Regions from separate parts of the Mus musculus genome. Here all the other regions are linked to region 1. The links are chromatin contacts, called in public HiChIP or PLAC-seq and promoter capture Hi-C maps. All regions are on one chromosome and are shown on one strand. Each heading gives the region's core, a stretch centred on a gene start, on an enhancer-like site or on the middle of the called end of the contact. The rest is flanking DNA. Distances are from core to core; before and after follow the strand shown. Region 1 holds the start of Mfsd2a (major facilitator superfamily domain containing 2A). Region 2 holds the start of Kcnq4 (potassium voltage-gated channel, subfamily Q, member 4). Region 3 holds the start of Zfp69 (zinc finger protein 69). Region 4 holds the start of Scmh1 (sex comb on midleg homolog 1).

Region 1 (4,811 bases), core at 1,613-4,112:
TAAGTGCTGGGATAACTGGTGTGTGCCCCCATATCCAGTTGTCACAACCCTGCTCTGGAAAGCTGGCAGCCTTCCCCACACTGTATCCCCACTCTGTACTCTCCCCACTTATTGTAACCCCATTTTATAGTCAACTGCAGGTTCCTCTTATTTATAACCCGCTTGGGACCCAGCCATGGGAACTGTTGGAAACCTAGCTACTGAATGAGTCTTCTGTCTTTTCTGGGGCTTAGTGTTCCACACCTGCAAATGGAAACTAATATGCCTCGCTTGCCCAGAGATGCTACACAGAAAAGAGCCAGTGAGGGCACCCCGGAGCCATGGTTACCCAGTCTCCCACTCTCTCATCCAGACAGGGCGAATTCTTTGGATGCCAGGCTGCCAGCCAAGGCTTCTCAAAGTACACACAGTAGCCCTGCTTCACCCAAACTAGCCCTTTCCATCAGAGACCCCCTAGTCCCAGGACACTAACATCTGCCTGCACCTTCAGGTTTCCCCTAGCCATCAGCAGCAAGCTGCTGCTCCTCAGGTGAAGGTGAGATACAGTTCTTCCATCAACCTAGCAACAGCAACACCCACTAAACCCTGAGCCAAGCCAGCTGACTGTCTTCCAGCCAGGGACATGGTGTGCCAGTCTCTTCTAAGAACAGCGTCACTAGCGGGTCCCATTCTCCCTCAGCCACTGCCCTATTCCGCCAGGCTCTCTATTGCTCCTGCCAGGCAAGGAAGAGTTGCCAGCTGTGGTTCCTGGGGCAGGTAGACCGCGCCCCCCCCCCTCCCGCACACTTCCTAAAGCCTTACTTCCCATCCACTGTGACCCTGAGTGGCAGCCAAGGAATGTGTCCTGGTCTTGTTTTACCACTGGGGAAAACTGAATGACCCTACCAAGAGCCCATCAGTTCCCTCTGGCTACCAAAGGAGCCCGAGGAGCTCCTGTTACTCACCTTAGCCACATCCAATAGGTAGATCTGCAGGAAGAATCCCAGTGCGCAGCCGGTCAACTGGTACGGGGCCCCTCCAACTGCATAGCAAAGCTTGTTGCAAATGGACAGTTGCTGCTTCTTTTTTGGTTCCTTCTGGGAAGAGAAGGAAAGAATGAAAATAAGCCCAGGATTCTGGCCACCAACCTAGAACGTGCCAGAGGCACAGACATTTATTTCTCCAGCCAACTCGGCCAAGAGGAACAGTTCTACCTTGCCCAGTTCCCACCTAGGGAAATCTCACTTCCCCAACCCCACAGGAAGTTGCCCTTAAACCCAGACTTATCCCTCCACCCCCAGACTCTGAGGAAATCTATCACCTTCCATCTTTAAAGATCTCCCAGATCAGGTGTAGTGGCACCAACACTTGGGAGGCAGAGCCCAGCAGATCTGTAAAGTCTGAGGCCAACCTGGTCTACAGAGCTAATTCCAGGTCAGCCAGGGATACAAAGAGAAACCTGTCTCAAATAAGTAAGAAAATAAATGAATAAATAAATAAATAAATAAATAAAATCTTCTCCCAGGCCCTCAGCTCCTTTCCAAGTTACCCAGAAAGAGCATGCGGTAGCAATGGGCCTGTCCCTACCTGGCACTAGCTGCCACAACCTGAAAATCCTCTTGCTGCCAAAAGTTCCCTGAGCCCAGCCCAGGCTCCCTCCCTGACGCCCCGCAGCAGCTAGGATCCACCTGCGTCCTGGATGAGTGCACCAGAAGGGGGGGGGGCGCCCAGCCCGCTGCATCCTCAGCTGTTCTTTCAATCTGTCCCAAAGTTCCCGGGCCCCTGTAGGGAGTCTTCAGCTCCAGGCAAACCCTTGAGCAGTCCTACCATCCATCTGCCTAACACGCACCCTTTCCAGCTCCTAGGGGACCTTGGAGAGGGGTAAAAAGGGCTCCAGGTGCAGGGCTCAGCCCTCTCCGGGTGGAGCACTAGGGGAGGCTGAGGTTGCCCAGGGAAAGTAGAGATTACTCATACATGGTAACAGCATAATTGCTTACTCGTTTCTTCCAAGAACAGTTAATAAAATTAAAAGGAAAAGTTAAGCACCTCCCAATTAGCTATATTGTGAGAGATTCCTTTCCTGGGGCCGCATGGTTTCATGGTGTGGTTAAATAGATCCAAAGAGTTAGAACGGATCGGAGAGAGAGGATGTCGAGACACGCGGAGCTCTGTGCATGTGAACCCTCAGTCACACAAACGCTTTCGGTATGCGGCTCCTTTAAGAGCAAAGCCCTTGTTCTTATGAATGAACTTGAGTGGCCCTCCTCAGAGTTAAAGCACGAGAGTGGGGGGTGGTGAGAGATGGAGAACCAAAGGGACTCTCAGACTTCTGGGGTCTCTTCAGGTCTAGGGAGAGAAACTAGTGTGGCTCAGCACAGTAGAACCTAGAGCGCTGGGGAGAGCCCCACGCCGCGTAGAGTTGCCGGCGCCTCTCTTGGCGCAAACCCATTGTAGGGGTGTGCAAAGGGGCTTCAGACTTTCTCCATCACTCCCGGTCCCAGAGCACTCCTTGCTTTTTTCAAGCTTCGCTGTACCCTGTTACCGCCAAGTGTCCCAAGGCCAGACCTAGTCTCCGACGCCCCTATACCCACATCCCGGCCGGCCCACCACCCCTTGCCCTCCTCTCGGGACCTCACCTTCACCTGGACCGGCCGTTCACTGGCTTGGAGGATGCTGGTGGGGAGCAGCCCCGCCGCGGAACCGCTCTCGGCGCCTTCTCCTTTGGCCATGACCCGCGGGCCACGCCGCGTGGGACCGGGACGCCGGGATGCTCTTGTGTTCTGCCGGCCGGCACTCGCCTGTGGCTCCGATCCTAGGCGCAGCCCCAGCCACTACTACGTTCGCTAGCACTTAGCAAACCAGGAACGCCGGCGATGAAAACTCCCTAGCACGTCCCCTCCGCGCCTCTTAAAGGTTCGGGCCTGCGCCTCCAGCCAATCCCTGCACGCGCCTGCCCATCTCGGCTGGCGGAGCCTCGCTGCTCAGCCACGTTCTCAAAGCCGGCAACCCACACCGCGTGCTCCTAACTACCTAAGCAAAGCTGAGAAACCCACCTGACTCGCCCGAGGAAACTGAAGTCCCAGGCTGAAAGTGACCTGTCCGAGGTCCCCCAGAGTGAGTTTTCCCTGAGTAGAGCCTGTGGCCCTTGACTTCTGAATCCCCATCAGCTCCTTTTAAAATCCGGAGTCAGGTGGCTTCTCCCCTCCCCCAAACCTGAGGCCATGGGCTGTAACTTTCATTATCAATGTCCCTCGTGTCTCAAGATCGACAATTTCCTCTTCCTCCCTTTGAAAAGTAGGGGCCTTTTTCAATGGGACAGAAAAATTACCAAGTCCAGTGGCTACCGCTTCCAGGCAGGGGAACTCGCAAGTTCTAAGAAGGAGCCATGGCCACAGCAGCCGTTTATGGGTAGCTTTCTAACAGGCTTAACATGACCTCACTGGGTGCTTATGAACGCCATCTGAGGGTGGTACTATTATTATCCCCATTTTACAACCCAGGAAAGGGGGACACAAGAAGAACAGCTGTTGCGACACAGACAGGCCAGAAAGGTTTTGTCCAGTTCCAAAGTCTTTACTCATAACTCTCCTGCTCTGCCCCTCAGCATAAATTACAGAAGGCTGAGCTATGTCTGTGCTCCCAGACAGGAAGCCCTGGGAGATACAAGACGCCAGCAGCCCTCTGTGTCGAAAAGAAAAGAAAAGAAAAGAAAAGAAAAGAAAAGAAAAGAAAAGAAAAGAAAAGAAAAGAAAAGAAAAGAGAGAAGAGAAAAGAAAAGCTTTGAGAAAGAGCATGCAGAGGAATGTGGTCCTTGAAAGAAGGGAGGACCGTCATCATCTAAACAGAGGCCAGGCATAGGTGCCAGCAGAGAACGGTCTTTGCTGCCTTTCCTTCCACCTCTGCTAATGGCACTCCAGCCTTCACAGATCCCCAGGAGCCTGGGTCAAGTCCAGCTCTCCCTCTTCAGTGAAGTTACTGCTTAGACTCTCAGAGACCGCTCACACAGGACCTGTGTTTCTCAGTGTCAAGCTTTTTTTTTTTCCCCTCCTCTTAGTTCAGATTGCAGGGAAGAGCTATTGAGATCTGACTCCTCCACAATGGCCACAGCACCCTTGTGTGCCCTGGCACATCACTGTCCAGAAACAAGCCAAGGGAAATAGTGAAGACTGTAAGAAGGCCTGTTGTCCCCACTGTCACACTGCCCTCTCTCTCTTCCATACTATAGGAGGGAAGCTATGGAGTCCTGTACAGTCTCTTCCAGCCCTAAATTCTTCACTCCTTTGAATGGCAGCATTCCAGAAGTGATCTGAATAACCGAGCCAGATTATGCCCTCCTTGAAAATAAGAACTCTATCTCTTTCACTCCCATATCCCACTAAATCACAGTGAGTGTGAGCTGAAGCACCAGAGGAGCCAGCCCATTCAGAAAAACCCCAGGCACCTCCATGGACGGGCTATCTAGTTGTTCCTGAACAACTTTATTAACCTCCTTGTGTACAAAATAGGGACCTACCTAATAGCGTTGTCTGGGGGATAAGACAAGAAGTTGTACAGGAAACATTTCGCGCACAAGGACTCAGGAGCTGAGGCTGGGCTAGTTCCCCTCCTGGCCCGATTCCAGTCTGTCAGTGTAGCAACGCAAGATTCCAGATATGGCCTGACCAAGCCAGTACAATAGACCTATTATTTCCCCCAGTCTGGACACGACACATTGTTAATGCAGCCTAAGACTGCTGGGTTTCAGAGCCTTTCTCTCCCGTGATTAGTTCCCATCAGGTTGTGGTTAGCTAAATTATTCAGATTCTTAGCACCAGAGCTTGGGGTCAAGTCAG
Region 2 (4,822 bases), core at 1,808-4,307, 2.2 Mb before region 1:
CCCAAATCCTCTCTCCTAGGCTCTTCTGTGGGGACCCCACCCTTGGCCTGGGACTCTGGAAACAGGTCCTAACTGAGGCTCTTAACTGATGCCCCAAGCATGGGAACCCCACCCCACTCAAAGGGAGTGGGGGTGGGGCTACGCTAGAAATGCTACCCTAAGCACTTCTTGGCAAGAGCATGCAAGACCCTACTTCGAGAGGCTGGAAAAGTCCATATCTGGAAGTCACAGAAAACAAGAGACACTTCTGTGTAGGCTCCCTCCCCACCCCCAGTGCTAGCACCCATTCCTAGTCCTCTCACCCACACAACTGTTCAGTTATCTCTTTCCCACCCATTAGCCCATTCATGAAGAAGTCCCAAAATACAGGATTTCTACCCACTCCAATGACCTACAGATCTAATGCTCAGAAAGGCTCTCAACTAACACAGTGCCCCACAGCACTCAACAGGAAGGGCCTTCTCAGTCTCCTTGACCTCCAAGATCTACAGCCAGTTCCCTGAGATCCCTAAACATCCAGACACTGTCACACCATGTGTCTTCCCCTAGGGCTCCAATTAACGCTTCCATCCTGAGCTCCTGGAGACAAGTGTTCTGGACAGGGCTGCCCCTAGCCAGGGCATTCCTGGCATCTGGAGAGAGGCGGATGTGGGGCAAAGGTGTCATCCGATTTAGCTCCTGGTAAGAAGGGAGGCCCCTCTAAAGAAGCTACAGTAGTGGTTGGTCAGGGTTAGGCTGTTTTCATCTCTACTTGACGGCCCCAGCCTGGGGCCAAGGAACTAAGTTAGGAGCCAACTGACTTCTCTAGGCCCTGCCATGACTTGGAAAAGTCACCTCCAGGGAAGAGCCTGTGGAAAGCATAGCTGTGCCCTGTGTCTTAGCCTCCCTAGGCACATAAGGGGCTCTGGCGTATTAATGTTCAGTGGACACTGGAGCCCCTAGTCCACCAGCATTGAACTATATCACTCCACTGACAGCTACATCCAACAGACGTCCGTCCAGGTCTTTTGGGTGCACTGAGATGTGGGCTGCCCCTGATTATTCACTGGGATCCAAAGCCTGGCCTTACACCCAGCAGAGTCTCAGCCTGGGGTCTCTGCACAAAGCCACAGCTGCCACTCTAAGTATTCTAAGTGGGTCTGTAGAAAGTTCCCTTTCTTTGTTCTTCCTGGTACCATCTTCCTCTTCCCCTGAGATTCTGTACCCAACCCCCCACCCCCCGGACTCATGGGGCAGAGGTAAGAGGGCATACAAGGAGGACAAGCAGAAAGACACGGGTGGGGAAAGCCAGATAGAAGGGTGGCCAAGCAGGTGAACAGAGAGATAGACAGATGGACACACAGACATCAAAATAAGTAAGAGGATAGGCCCACAAAGCACGAAGACAGACAGACCAACAGAAAGGCTGTGGGACAGACAGGTAGAGAGATTAACAGACAAGCTAACTCACACACAAAGGGAAACTCAAGTCTTGCATAGGGACAGATTGTCAAGTGACTATCAGGTGGACAAAGCGGGCTGCCCTGGAGACCCTGGAGCAGGCAGTGGTAAGAGCAGCTCATTGTCTCTCCCAGGCACTTCTCAGCATCTCAGCACCAGGCCCAGCCCTTTAACCGATATGGCCTGGGCCTCTCATGTTCCTGGTCCGACCAGGCCTTCCCCCAAGACTGCCTTCCGAGCTGCCAAAATTCACTCTCTACATCCAAGAGGGGTCAGTGTTTTGAAAGTTGTAGGAGCCTGCTGAGAGGAGGAGGGGCCCCACAGCGGCATTGTTTCCAAACATACCCCTCTCTTCTTTCTTTTTCCCCATGCTCAGAGCCAGGCCTAGTACAGCTGGCCAGCAAGGCAGGAGAGCTGGGCCCAGCCTTCAGGGCAAGGCAGGACAGGGCAGGGCAGGCAGGGCAGCCTGCTGCCTTGGGTACTTCGAAGTTGAGGGTGCGGAGCAAGACTAAAGAAGACACGGATAAAGTTGGAAACAGCACACAGGCCTGTCAGAGCCATAGGGACCCTAGACAGCCCTGATCTGGGTACAGCCTGTCTCTGAAGAGAGAAATCTCCAAGGGGACCAGGTGGGAGCACAACATAACTACAGAGCCTGAGGGGAGAAAAATAATGTAGGGGCTAGGGTCTTCTGTGTCTGGGACACAGGGAGGGTGAGGTGAACAAAAGATAAGGAGAGTCCCACTTTAGCGGCTTCGGACTTGGTAAAGCAGAGAAGAGCAAGAAGCTGAATGACGGATCAGAGCAGTGGGGCTCTGCGATCAGGATGAAAGTAAGGAGAGCAGGCAGAAGAGGTTAGACGCCAGGGCAACAGGGGTCAAGGCTGGGAGATCAGGGGTTAGGTCAGGCTGGGAGACCGAAAAGGGGGCACAGGCCCAAGAGGGGAACTGAGTGAGGGTCTGCCCCGGGGCAATAGGATAGAGAGGTGGAGCCAGCGCGGGGTGGCGGTCCCCAAGGAGTCTGGCTCATGCGGGGTCAGAGCCGGGGCACGTCAAGGGGTGCGGGGGCTCCAACTTACATGAAGACGTGGTAGACGAAGGCCCACCCGCGGGGCCGCTCCAGCACGTTGTAGACCCAGTTCTGCAGGCGGCGGTAGCGCTTCTGCGCGGCGGAGGAGCGCTGGCCGCCGCAGGCGGAGCCCGAGCCGGAGCCCGGCCCAGGGAGGGGCGCGCCCGGCGGCAGGGGGCTGCCCAGAAGGCCGAGGCGACGCGGAGAGCCGCCCCCGCCCGCCTCGCCCTGTTCACTCTGCACGGCCGTGAGCGCCACCAACTCCGCGCGGGGGGCGTCCCCGGGCGGGGGGCCCAGGCCGAGGCGGCGCGGGGGGGCCTCGGCCATGGGCGGCGCCGGACGGGGGACCGGGGCGTTGCGGGGCGGGGGCGCGCTCGGGCGGCTCAGAGTCGCATGGCTCGAACCCCGGGCCGGCGAGGCGACCCTGGGCGCGCACGCAGGCGGCGGGGGCTAGGGACCAGGCCGGGTCCGTGCGGGGTCCGGAGGCGGTCGCTCGGAGCCTCGGGGCCGCGGGAGCCCGTACTGACCGCCCGCTTCCCCGGCGACTGGGGCGGCTCTTTCCGACTCCAACTCTCTTATTACGCGCTCCATGCCGCTCGCCTTTCCACCTGCCGCCGGCGCGCCGCTCACATGTCACCCTCCCCCGCCCCGCCCCGCCCCTCCCCCGCCCGCCCCGCGGCCGCCTTCCCAAATCGGGGAGGGAGCGAGAGAGAAGAGCACCGGGAGGGGGACCCGGGTCGGACGCGGCGGAGCAGGGCGCGCGGTCCGCCCAGTCGGTGTGTCCCGGCCCCGAGCGCGTGGCGCGGGCAGCGCGCCGGGCCCCGAGGCCGGGCGTGTACGAGTGGTGTGGCCCTGGTGGCCCGCTCTGGGGAGGGAGGTTGGGACGCCTGGTGAGTGGTTGTGGAAAGTGGAGCGTGGAGTGTGGAGTTGTGGCCGCGGTAGCTCGAGGGACACTTACATTGTAGAGTGGAGGTGTTTGTGTCCAGAGAAGTGCCTACTTGTGAGAGTTGGCTAGCCAGCCGTGGGTCTGCGTGGGTTCAGAGTGAGTGGGTGGATGGATGGATGGATGGGTGGGTGGGTGGGTGGGTGGATAGATAGATGGATGAGAGTACAGAAGAGTGTGCAGAACCGGGCAGTACAGCGCGATGGGTAATGTAAGCGAGGAGGTGTGCCCGTCGGGTCGTGCCCTCGGTTTCTAGTGCAGGGTGTTTAAAATGCGCTGAGGGCCGAGTGAAGTTGGGACAGCAGCTTCCGTTCCTCCTGCTGTTGTTACTTGAAGGGCCCGGTGCCCTACAGCTATCGAGAGATGTGTGGGGTGGTGTAGCTCACAGTTGTGCCCAGATGCGTCTCTCCTCCCGTCTTGTTGATGAAGGAGGAGACCCCAGTTGATCACCCTGAGCAGAGGGGACGCTCCCTCCCTGATTACGTACCTGCCCTCATCTCCCCACTCCATCTCCGCTCCGTGGGATTCACACCCGCCACCCCCTTCTCCCACTCTAGCCCAGAAAAGCTTGTTTAGGGCAGATAGAAGTATAGAAATAAACGTACTAGGGGCCAGTATTAGGGGAACGGACAGAGCACTCCCAAAGGCCTATAGCACCCCACCAGGACTTTCTCTAGGAGCACCCCTCTCCAGCAAAAAGTTCTCGGTGCCTGACCTCCGTCTCCGCTGTGAGCTGTCTGGCCCCTTTTCCCTCGCCCTCCTGACCGTGTACTAGGTGATGATTCGGGTTTGCTGGCCCTCCTTCCTTCTTCCCCAGCCTAAAGCGATGGCCAAACCAGACGCTCCCGCTCCCTCCGCAGGCCCTGCCCCAGGGTGAAGCGCTTCCGCAGCAAACTCTTCTTCACTCCTCGGGGAGGATCTCGGGGGACACAGCTAGCTGGAAGGGGGGGGCGGGCTGCAAGCTCGATTCTCAGCTGTCAGCAAAGGCAGCATTGATCTGCTGAGCGCCAGAGCGGGAGGGCTGGAGGGAGGGCTATGGACCGTGAGGGTGGGTAGGATTCGAAGTTCCCAAGCTACCTTTGGCAGCCTGTACCCCAACCCCTAGCGACCCTTACCCTCCTGCCCAGCTGGGATGCATTCTGGGGTCTGACCTGAATCTCTCCCACTGCTGCTGGTGCTGGGAGTGCGCAGTGCTCCTGCATAGGTCATGCCCTGACCTACTGAGAACTGAAGGTTTCTAGACTTGGGGGCGGGGGGGGGGTGCGCACTATGGTTGCAAGTGCCAGGGCTAGATATAGCTATCTTCTCCCTATAAGCTGAAGCCCGTATATCCCCCACCCCATATATGGCATTGTCTCTCCTGACTGGTAA
Region 3 (4,600 bases), core at 1,429-3,928, 2.0 Mb before region 1:
TGACCAGGAGTTTTGCAGAAAACCTGAGACTCGGGCCAGAGACCTTTGATTCCCTGATTCTGAGTTAGGCTCTCACACGCAGGAACTGGCAGTGGGGGAGGGGCACATCCTGTGGCCTTCCTTCCTGTTATATATTGTTTCTGGGGACAGGGAAAAGAAGGGACACACAGCAAAAGTCACCAGGAAGCAGAGGTAGGAGCCCAGCATTTCCTTCACAAATATCCCCTGACCCCCATGGCACAAGCATGAACCCGCATGGATCTTCTTTCCCCTAAGTTATCCCCAAGGGACCACCCCTTCTTCCAACTTTGTCTGTTCTCACCTTCTCCTCCAAACATTTTTGTCACATCCTCCCACAGGGACACCTCCTTCAACTTCACCCAGGTCGCCTCAGTGGCCGGGGTGATCAGGAGCTGCTGAGGCATGATGGCGCCGGCCTGACTGGGGGTGGCAGCTTCGGGTGGGGAAACTGCTGGAACTTTCGATGAGAGGCTTCCTGGTTGTATCGTCCTCAGGCCATAATCTTTTACCCTGGAAGAGTTGTTGAGCCCCTGCAATATCAGAGACCATTGTGAGATGAAGAACTCTGGGTATAGACGCTTCATCTTTGGGAGGCAGTCCTGTAAGCTGCTTTGAGGCCTTTGGACTCCCCTTCCTTTTCTTTCTTGCGACAGGATTTCTCAGTATAGCTCTGGATGTTCTGGAATTCACTCTGTAGACCAGGATGGTCTTGAACTTAGATATCTATCTGCCTCTACCCCCTGAGTGCTGTGATTAAAGGTGAGCACCACTATGTTTGGCTGTACTTTCTTTTAAACTTTATTTGTCTGTCTGTCTGTCTGTGTGCCATGGTGCTCAGCTGGAGGGTACAAGATAACTTATGGGAGTCCATTCTCTTCTTCCAACAAGTGGGTCAGAGGGATTGAGCTCAGGCTGTACGACTTGGCAGCAGGTGCCTTTCCCCACTAAGCCATCGGACTAACCTGCTTTGTGTGCCTAGAGAGCAAAAGGCATGAAAGGAGAGACCCAGAGAACCCATCATACAGCCAGAAGTCCAGAACTGTCTTTATAGCTGCAAAAAGGCCTAGAAGATTCGGCACCAATACTGAAATAATAGTGTCCTGGATACAGAAGTAACCCTCAACTTTAAACACATAGATACAAAGACGCCAGTACCAAAGGAAAAAAAAAAGTACAAATGTCCACATGCCCTGACCTGACCACCTTGTAAGCTGCATGCCCCTTCTGCCTGCTTACATATTTGGAGCTGGCGCCAAGGAAGGCTCTTTGATGTCTGACCTGTATGTAAAGCTGAGACCTGAGGCACTTCAAGTCTGACCTTCAGTTTCCTCATCTATAAAATGTGGATGTTAACTACTGCACAGGGATGCAGTGTTGAGACAATGTTAGGTCTACTAAGTTAACAATTAAGACCTTTTTATTTTAAAGCTGTACAATAAACATTATCTTAAAGTTTAAAAAAAAAATCACGGGCTGAAGAGATGGCTCAGCAGTTAAGAGCACTGACTGCTCTTCCAAAGGTCCTGAGTTCAAATCCCAGCAACCACATGGTGGCTCACAACCATCCCTAATGAGATCTGACACCGTCTTCTGGGGTTTCTGAAGACAGCTGCAGTGTACTTATAATAAAGAAATAAATCTTTAAAAAAAATTAAAAATAAAAAAAATCACATGCGTTTATTTATGGGGGTGGAGGTCACATGCCAACTTTTGAGAGTTGGTTCTCTCCTTTTACCAGGGCATCAGACCTGTCTGCCAAAGCCTTTACGGGGCCCCAGTGGCCATCATGTTTTAGAGTTATTTTAGAAAACAATTAGAAAGCTCAGCTTGAATATCTCAGTTGATAAAACAGTAATTCACAGGGCTGCGCTTTGTCATAAGCCAGCAGCAACAGTCGTCATCACACACTCCAAATGCCCAGCACAGCTGGTGAAACGAATCCCCGGTTCAGATGCAATTAAAACTGCAGGGTTATGTGCTCCCACAGAGCTGGAGAGGAGGAAATATAGTATGTCAAGTGCAAGTAGAACCACTACAGAACTGACCATAACAGCAATTTGGAAACAACCCGAATCCATCATCTGAATCGCCCATTCAGCATATGAATAGTTGTGGACACTGGGACCAGATTCAGTGGACCTGATACCCAAACGCAGCTCTCTCTCGGGGAGGGGACTGCTCTTTGAAGTCTGGGGGAAGAGGAGGAAAGGTGAAAGACTGCCTGTCCAAAAAGACCGGAGTTGGTGCAAATAGCCCCGACTATGTAAAAAGTCTCGTCACTAAGTGCAAACTTTGTGCTGTTCCTTCCGAAGGAGCTGGCAATCCCAGAAGCTTGCTGAACGACCCATCGGCAGAACTTCGCAGGCAGCCACCCGGTCGAGCTCGCAGCTCCGCAGCAGAGTCGCCTACTCACCGGAGGATCTCCGGATCCGTTCCCGCCAGCCTTCCACGCTCACACCGCGGCGCCCAGTGCGCAGCGTGGCTTCCGAGGGACACAGGACACCGTCGGCCTCCGGGCTGGACACCGGCCTCTCCCGCTTCTCACCCGCCGCACCCGGGAGCGGAGCTCCGCGCGCACAGGCGTCCTGCCCGGCCTTCTGTCCCAGCCCAGGACCTGCGGCGCCGGCTGCGGCTCAGATGCCCGAGCTCCGCCGTTTCACCCCGCCCCTCTAGCCCGGTTCGTGTCCCCGCGCCTCCACCCGGGACCCGCCCACCCCACGCTGCTCGCGTCAGCGCCCTGCCCGTGGCTCCGCCCACCCGGGTGCTGCGCGACCCAGATCCCGGAAGCCGGAAGCCGCCCGGGCAGACCCAGGGGCGGTGTCCAGCGAAGCCGGCAGCCCCTGCTGAGGGTCTCCTGTACCCCGTGGCCCGGCGAGTCTTCCTGGAGAAGCCGCTTCTCTGTCATTCTTTCATTCTTAAGGCTTCAGGATGCAGCCTTAAATCGCACGCAGTTCCTGCTCTCTCCTAATCTCCTAATTCTGGTGAATTCGATAAGTAGAAAAATAGACAATCCAAAAGGCAACAGGGGCCTAGAAAACAATAAACTTAAAAAAAAAATTCCGGGATATGTATTTTTAATGTCCCTAAAGACATGTATTAGTTTGCTTAAGGCTGCCTCCCACCCCCAAAGAAAAACACTTCACACCGGTGACTTAAACAATAGGAATTTATTTTCCCATGGTCCTGGAAGGTAGAACCCCTTTCTTCCCATATTCTCACGGCGTGTTTCCTGAGTGCCTGTAGCTAGGGGAAGTGTCTGGTGTCTGAGTTAGCCTTCCTCAGTTCCTCAATTTAACTTATCTCTTTAAAAGTTCAGTAAACATATGGCATTGAGAAAATAAAACTGAGCCCACTGGAAGATACAGAAGAGATGACGACAGAGTAAACACTTACCAGAGCAAAAATTGGAAAACCAGCATCCAGAAAGTTAATCCAAGTTGAAAGCGGCTTTTGCCCAGCTATCTGGAAAACAGACCTTTCATACTGCACATAGAGACTGGGAGGGGGAAAAATGAGCGGACTTGGGACTGATATAGGAAACCCTCTCCACATGAGTAGAACCTCGAAGGGCTGGGTGTTCTCTTTAATGTGTGTGTGTGTGTGTGTGTGTGTGTGTGTGTGTGTGTGTGTGTGTGTGTCTGTGTGTGTTTGGGATGGGGGAAGATAAGTGAAACAACATGGGAAAAATTCATGAACTGCAAAAAAATTTCGTGTCGTTGGCTGTGATCTTCGTTCAAAGTCATCTCTATCTATTGAGTTGAAGACAGTGGCACTTGGGCTGTAAATTAATTTGCAAAAAAAAAAAAGACAAATTGGCAGTAGAGAGTTTATTAAACACTACTGTACAGTTGCATCTGGTGCTCCTGGAAAAGGGATTGCACCCCTGAGAGGAGTGGAAGATCTTTGGAGTTGGCAGAACTAAAGCTCTGAGTTTATCTCATGAGCTGTTTGTCAGTGTCCCCATCTAAGGGACCCGCTGACTTCTGTCTTGCTAAGCAGTTAGTCTTACTGCACTAAGTAACTAATTAGCTAACTCTTGATTGGAACAGACACCAGGTGTCATTCAGAGTAGGCTTCAAATGCCTGTATAATACATCACAAGTCATTGGTTCCCCACAGTCCCACTCTGATTGTTAATGTGGAAGGAGGTTTGTTTGTTTTGTTTTTGACTCTACATGTTACGGGGGCGGGGGGCATCATCTTTAGCAGACAGCATTATAACTGTAAGCACCCGGCTTCCCTTCAGTTACAATGTCGAGTGCAGACTTAAAGATAAGCAAGCTGTGGGCATAGTCCCATGTGGTGTTAGGGTGCCTACTCAGTCTGCCTAAGGCTCTTCATATTCAACTCCCCAGTTCATGGTGGCACCAACCTGCAAAAATGACTGTTTCCTTAAAGAAATAAAATGTGGCTGGTTGGTGGTGGCACACTCCTTTGATCCTAGCACTCAGAAGGCAGAGGCAGGAAAGAAAGAAAGAAAGAAAAAAGGGAAGAAAGAGAGAGAGAGAGAGAGAGAGAGAGAGAGAGAGAGAGAGAGAGAGAGGAGAACCTGACTTGGAGTATTTTGGCAGACACCTGG
Region 4 (4,365 bases), core at 340-2,839, 2.6 Mb before region 1:
TATGTGGCAGAGGATAGCCTCGTTGGACATCAGTGGGAGGAGCGGCCCTTGGGCCTTAGGGGTTTGATCCCTCAGTGTCGTGGAATGTCAAGGAGGGAAGGCATTGAGTGTGTGGGTGGGTGGGGGAGCACCCTCATAGAGGCTGGGGGAGCAGGGATAGGATAGGGGGTTTTTGGAGGGGAGACCTGGAAAGGGGATAACGTTTGAAATGTAATAAGGAAAATATCCAATAGAAGAGAGAGAGGAAAAAAAATTGAAGTTCTAGTGTAGATGTGCAAGGATCTGCCGTGCTTTGGCTTCCCTTCATTCTCTAACATTAACAGCATCACCACCAGATTCCCAGAGCCTCTCAGACTCTTGATAGCCATCCCTGCCACACCTTTGCTCTCAGTCTCTCCTCATCCTGAGAAGCCTTTCTTTGCAGCTTCCTCTAGGAACCAGATTGAATGAGCTTCGGGCTAAGTAAGGGCTGCTTTCCCGGAACTCTCTGGTTCTGGTGTGAGTTCCATAGCTGTGATAAAGACCCCTACCAAAAGCAACCTGGGAGAGGAAATGGTTTATTTGGCTTACACTTCCACAACATTGTTCATCTCTGAGGGAGGTGAGAACAGCAACAGGGAGACAGGAAATGAAGCTAGGCTATGGAGCAACATCCTTTATTGGCCTCTCTTTATACCACCTAGGACCACCTCTGCCCAGGGGTAGCACCTCCCACATCAATCATTAGACAAGAAAATGCCCACCCAGACTTTGCCTATAGGCCATTCTGATGGAGACTGTTATGCAACTGAGATTCCACCTTCTGAGATAAGAGTAGATTTGTTTCAGGCTGATAAAAATCAACCAGCATTTCCCTTAACACCTGACCTCCAGGCAAGAGCACAGCCAGTAAAATTGTGTGATCTTGGAGACGTAGCTCTCCCCCCCACCCCCATGAACTTCAGTTTCCGCGGGCTAAAACATAACGTTCTTGAGACACAATTGTGTGTGGGGTGGGGTAGCATCATTGGAAGGACCCTAGCCACTGTAGTACCTAGCACGCTAACATTCAAAGCCTACTACGGGGCAAAAGTGAAGGCCTGCTTTTGTTAGTCTTGTTGCACCTTTTGGGGCGCACTGGTTTTCTCCTCATAGTAGTTTTCCTCCCGCCTGCGCATTGGAAAGACTAAAGGTGCGAAGGAACTCTTTTAAGATTACTCCACAGCCGGCCACCAGCTGGGTGGGGGCTGAGGGCCGACGGGATTCGAACCTGGGACCTCAGAGGACGTCATTCACTTGTCTGGGAGACGCGAGCAATCCAGTGGGTCGCGGCTTTTTTTTTTTTTTTTTTTTTTTTTTTTTTTTTTTTAGGGCTGGCGGTCGCGAGGCGGGGGGAAGGCGCGAGGGGTCGCCCCTTCCCGCCGCCCCGCGCGCGCGCGCGAGAGAACCCAACGGCCGCGGCGCGCGCCACCTCGCGGCAGGAGTCTCTGGCGGGCGGGGCTGGGCAGCTCTCGCCCCCGCCCCCCGCCCCTCGGCCGCCGCCGCCGCCGCCGCCGCCGCCTCGGTGGAGCCCCCCGCCTCCCGCCGCCGCCTCAGCCGAGCCGCTCTCCAGAGCCGTCGCCCGCCCCTGCCGGCGTCCTCGCTCGCTCCCTGCGCAGCGGAAACATGGCGGCTGGATGGGAGTGAGCCGCCCGCGCCCCGCGCCGCTGTCGCCCTCAGGTAAGCGCCTCACTGCCACCCCCGGCCCGGTCCGGGCCCCTCAAGGCCCGCCTTACGGCCACGGGCTGGAGCGAGTCCCCGCCCGGTGACCCTGGTGTCTGTGTCCGCGGCCCTCCGGCGGCCGTGTCAACCCGGCCAGAACCCCGGCGGCCTGCGCCGCATCTGCTCGGGCCCAGTGTCCGGCGGCGGCCTGACGCGTCGGGGTCGGTCGGGGGCGCGGCGCGCGAGTCCCCGCACAGGGCCCCTTCCGAGCGGGGAGCAGGGCTTGGGGCGGAACCGGGAAGCCTGGCTCGGGCCCAGTGCGGGGGCTCTTTCGGGCTGCTGGGACGCGTCGCCAGAGAGATTCGCCTGGGTCCCAGCAGCGGAGCACCGGGGGTCGTGAACACAGTGGGCTTGGAGCTTTCTTCAGGGGTCCCGGGGCTGGGGGCGGGGTGGGGGAGACTCACTTGTGTCACCTGCCTGGAGCCGGGCAAACACCCGGCGGCTACAGAAGGTTTCGAACCTGAGACAGGGAACGGCGGACAACCTTAGAGCACAGCAGGGGAAGGAGTTCCCTAGTAGATAGGTGAACCCCAAAACATACCCCAAAGCGAAGAGATCTGAGAGTCATCCAGGCTCCCCCTACTCTTATCCTATTCGGGAAGGAAGTTATCTTTAAAAATTCCAAATAATACCCTAATAATTTGGCGAACCTTTTAGGACGGCTCTCCGTCCTAGTCCTAATAACCTTTCTAAAGTAAGGCCGTCCAGTCTGGTCCTGGATGGATTTGGTTATAGGTAGAAAGGAACGGCTGTCTCTCGTCTTTCTGCTTCGTTTCCTCTTGGGCAGCTGTTAAGAGTGAAGATAGTAATCGTGTCCCCTGAGTCTTATTTTGGCTAACTCCCAATTCCTTTAGTCTTTTTCTTTACTCTGGTCTTTGATCCGCTCCTTTGATGAGCACTGGTTTGCCCATATTGCCCCCACAGAAGAGCTTCTTGTGAGCAGAGAGACCAAGCTCAATCATTTCTAAGGGAAGAGCTTTGACCCTAAAGGACTGACCTTAAATAAAAAGTACTCTCCCTTCCTCATTTTCGTACTGCGTTGAACTTAGCGGGTGGGGGTAGGGAGGGGAGAGGGAAAAGCTGTATAGTAGTAGCATGTGTTCCCCCAAGCTAAAAGAGATCATCCTGTTTTGTGGTTTCTCTTCCTTTGAAAAATTGAACACTTCATCAAGTGAGCTAATGTATATCAAAAGATTGTACAGTGTAATATATCATGCAGATAAAAGAGCTTATTATTTTTGCTCTAAAAAGGACTGAGACCTAGATTGGTGCCAAACTGCAATTTAATATTTGCTTGGAGAGAGAACTGCCTTATGACAATGAACTCTGCTTTTTTTCCCTGCCAGCAGAAGGCCTCAACTTGCTGTGAAAAAAACACTTTCTGTTGCTCATTAAAAAAGCATTCCTTTTTTTTCCTTTTTTTTTTTTTAAAGTTTAATTCTTAGCCTTGGTGGTACGTAGGGTTAAAGTACTTAAAACGGATCTTTTATTAGTTTTTTAGACCTTTGCCTAAGCATCCCTGCAAACAAGTAATTTCTTAAGCCCATTAGGGAAGTGATGGCTTTGTAGATAAAATGCTAAGATCTGTGGCTGGGACCTCATTCAAGATCTGAGCAAAGTTTCACTGTTTTTGTAACTAAGGCAAGCGCATACCAGCAGTCAGAACTGTGTTTATCTTTGTACTTATGTCTTTGTTTTTTGAATTGGTTAGTGGTTTTTAAGTTTGTAGCACATAAGTCAAAATTTTAAAGGTGTTGCTTTTTAATTGTGTGTGTGTGTGTGTGCGCGCGCGCCCATGGAGGCTAGAGGAATAAGATTTCTCTACAACTGGAGTTATAGAGAGTTGTAAGATAACAGTTGGGTGCTAAGAGCTAGGCTTGGTTCCTCTGGAAGAGAGATACATGATCTTAAACATTGAGCTATCTCACCAGCTCCACACATGTCAGATTTTAATTTCTGGAATGTTAGTTTGTGCAAATACTGTTTCACTTTTGTGTAACTTGTTAAAGAATTATATGGTGCCATTCTGTACAGAACTGCACCCTCCAGGGTAAGGATTCAAAACTGGGAAAACTCTGATATGAACATTACAATGAAATTTAAACTTGCTGTATTGTAACCTTTATACTTATATACTACCATGTGTCAGGCATTGAGTTATGTATGGTGTAGACTGGACACACAGATAAGTGGGACATTTGTAACATTGTGGAGCTGGACCAATGTGGTGCTTACACAGGCTAGCTCAATAAAAGTTAAGCACTGCATGGAGAGTGAGGGCTTTTGAACTAGCCAGGCTTTGAGGGAAGGCTATGGGGAGGGATGAGCCTAGGCTCTGGTGATGAGGGGGCCAAGAGGAGTAGAATATGCCTTAGAGAAAATAGAACAAATAAAGGAAAAGTAAGAGAAAAGGATTGACCCCCACAAAACCCACAACACTTTGTGACTGCCAATAATGTAACGGTAGAGATAAAATATAGTAAATTATGAAGGTCCAGCCAGGCAAAGACTGTGTCATGGTGGACCTTGTATATATAAATATTGTGAAATTAATTCAGTGGGGGATGTTCTTTAATCACTGAAGGCTTACTTTAAAAAAAAGTAGACATGGTTGAAGTAACATTA

Evidence for each region. Promoter capture Hi-C pulls out the DNA fragments that hold promoters and counts their contacts. HiChIP or PLAC-seq counts read pairs in DNA pulled down with a chosen protein or histone mark.
Region 2: a contact with region 1 is called in a promoter capture Hi-C map of embryonic stem cells, with 4 times the contacts expected there. The contact joins the promoter of Kcnq4 here to the promoter of Mfsd2a in region 1. A contact is called at or near these places in 9 of 39 promoter capture datasets (cranial neural crest, embryonic stem cells, hippocampal neurons and 4 more) and 1 of 115 datasets of contacts at active chromatin or transcription factors (embryonic stem cells).
Region 3: an H3K4me3 HiChIP or PLAC-seq map of pro-B cells shows a contact between it and region 1, with 10 times the contacts expected there. The contact joins the promoter of Zfp69 here to the promoter of Mfsd2a in region 1. A contact is called at or near these places in 7 of 39 promoter capture datasets (cranial neural crest, hippocampal neurons, liver and 4 more), 3 of 115 datasets of contacts at active chromatin or transcription factors (astrocytes, pro-B cells and stem cell-derived neural progenitor cells) and 1 of 9 other capture datasets (pancreatic islet).
Region 4: a promoter capture Hi-C map of liver shows a contact between it and region 1, with 5 times the contacts expected there. The contact joins the promoter of Scmh1 here to the promoter of Mfsd2a in region 1. A contact is called at or near these places in 2 of 39 promoter capture datasets (liver and pre-B cells).

What each region holds. Positions count from the first base shown.
Region 1 is chr4:122,958,326-122,963,136 of GRCm38.p6, forward strand. It overlaps Mfsd2a (major facilitator superfamily domain containing 2A), which reads right to left and starts at 2,863. Exons shown (of 14, transcript NM_029662.2): 1 at 2,616-2,863; 2 at 945-1,076. The coding sequence starts at 2,708.
Region 2 is chr4:120,744,342-120,749,163 of GRCm38.p6, forward strand. Kcnq4 (potassium voltage-gated channel, subfamily Q, member 4) reads right to left here and starts at 3,058. Exons shown (of 14, transcript NM_001081142.3): 1 at 2,519-3,058. The coding sequence starts at 2,835.
Region 3 is chr4:120,949,010-120,953,609 of GRCm38.p6, forward strand. Zfp69 (zinc finger protein 69) reads right to left here and starts at 2,679. Exons shown (of 6, transcript NM_001384119.1): 1 at 2,435-2,679; 2 at 323-551. The coding sequence starts at 425.
Region 4 is chr4:120,403,759-120,408,123 of GRCm38.p6, forward strand. Scmh1 (sex comb on midleg homolog 1) reads left to right here and starts at 1,590. Exons shown (of 18, transcript NM_001379185.1): 1 at 1,590-1,698.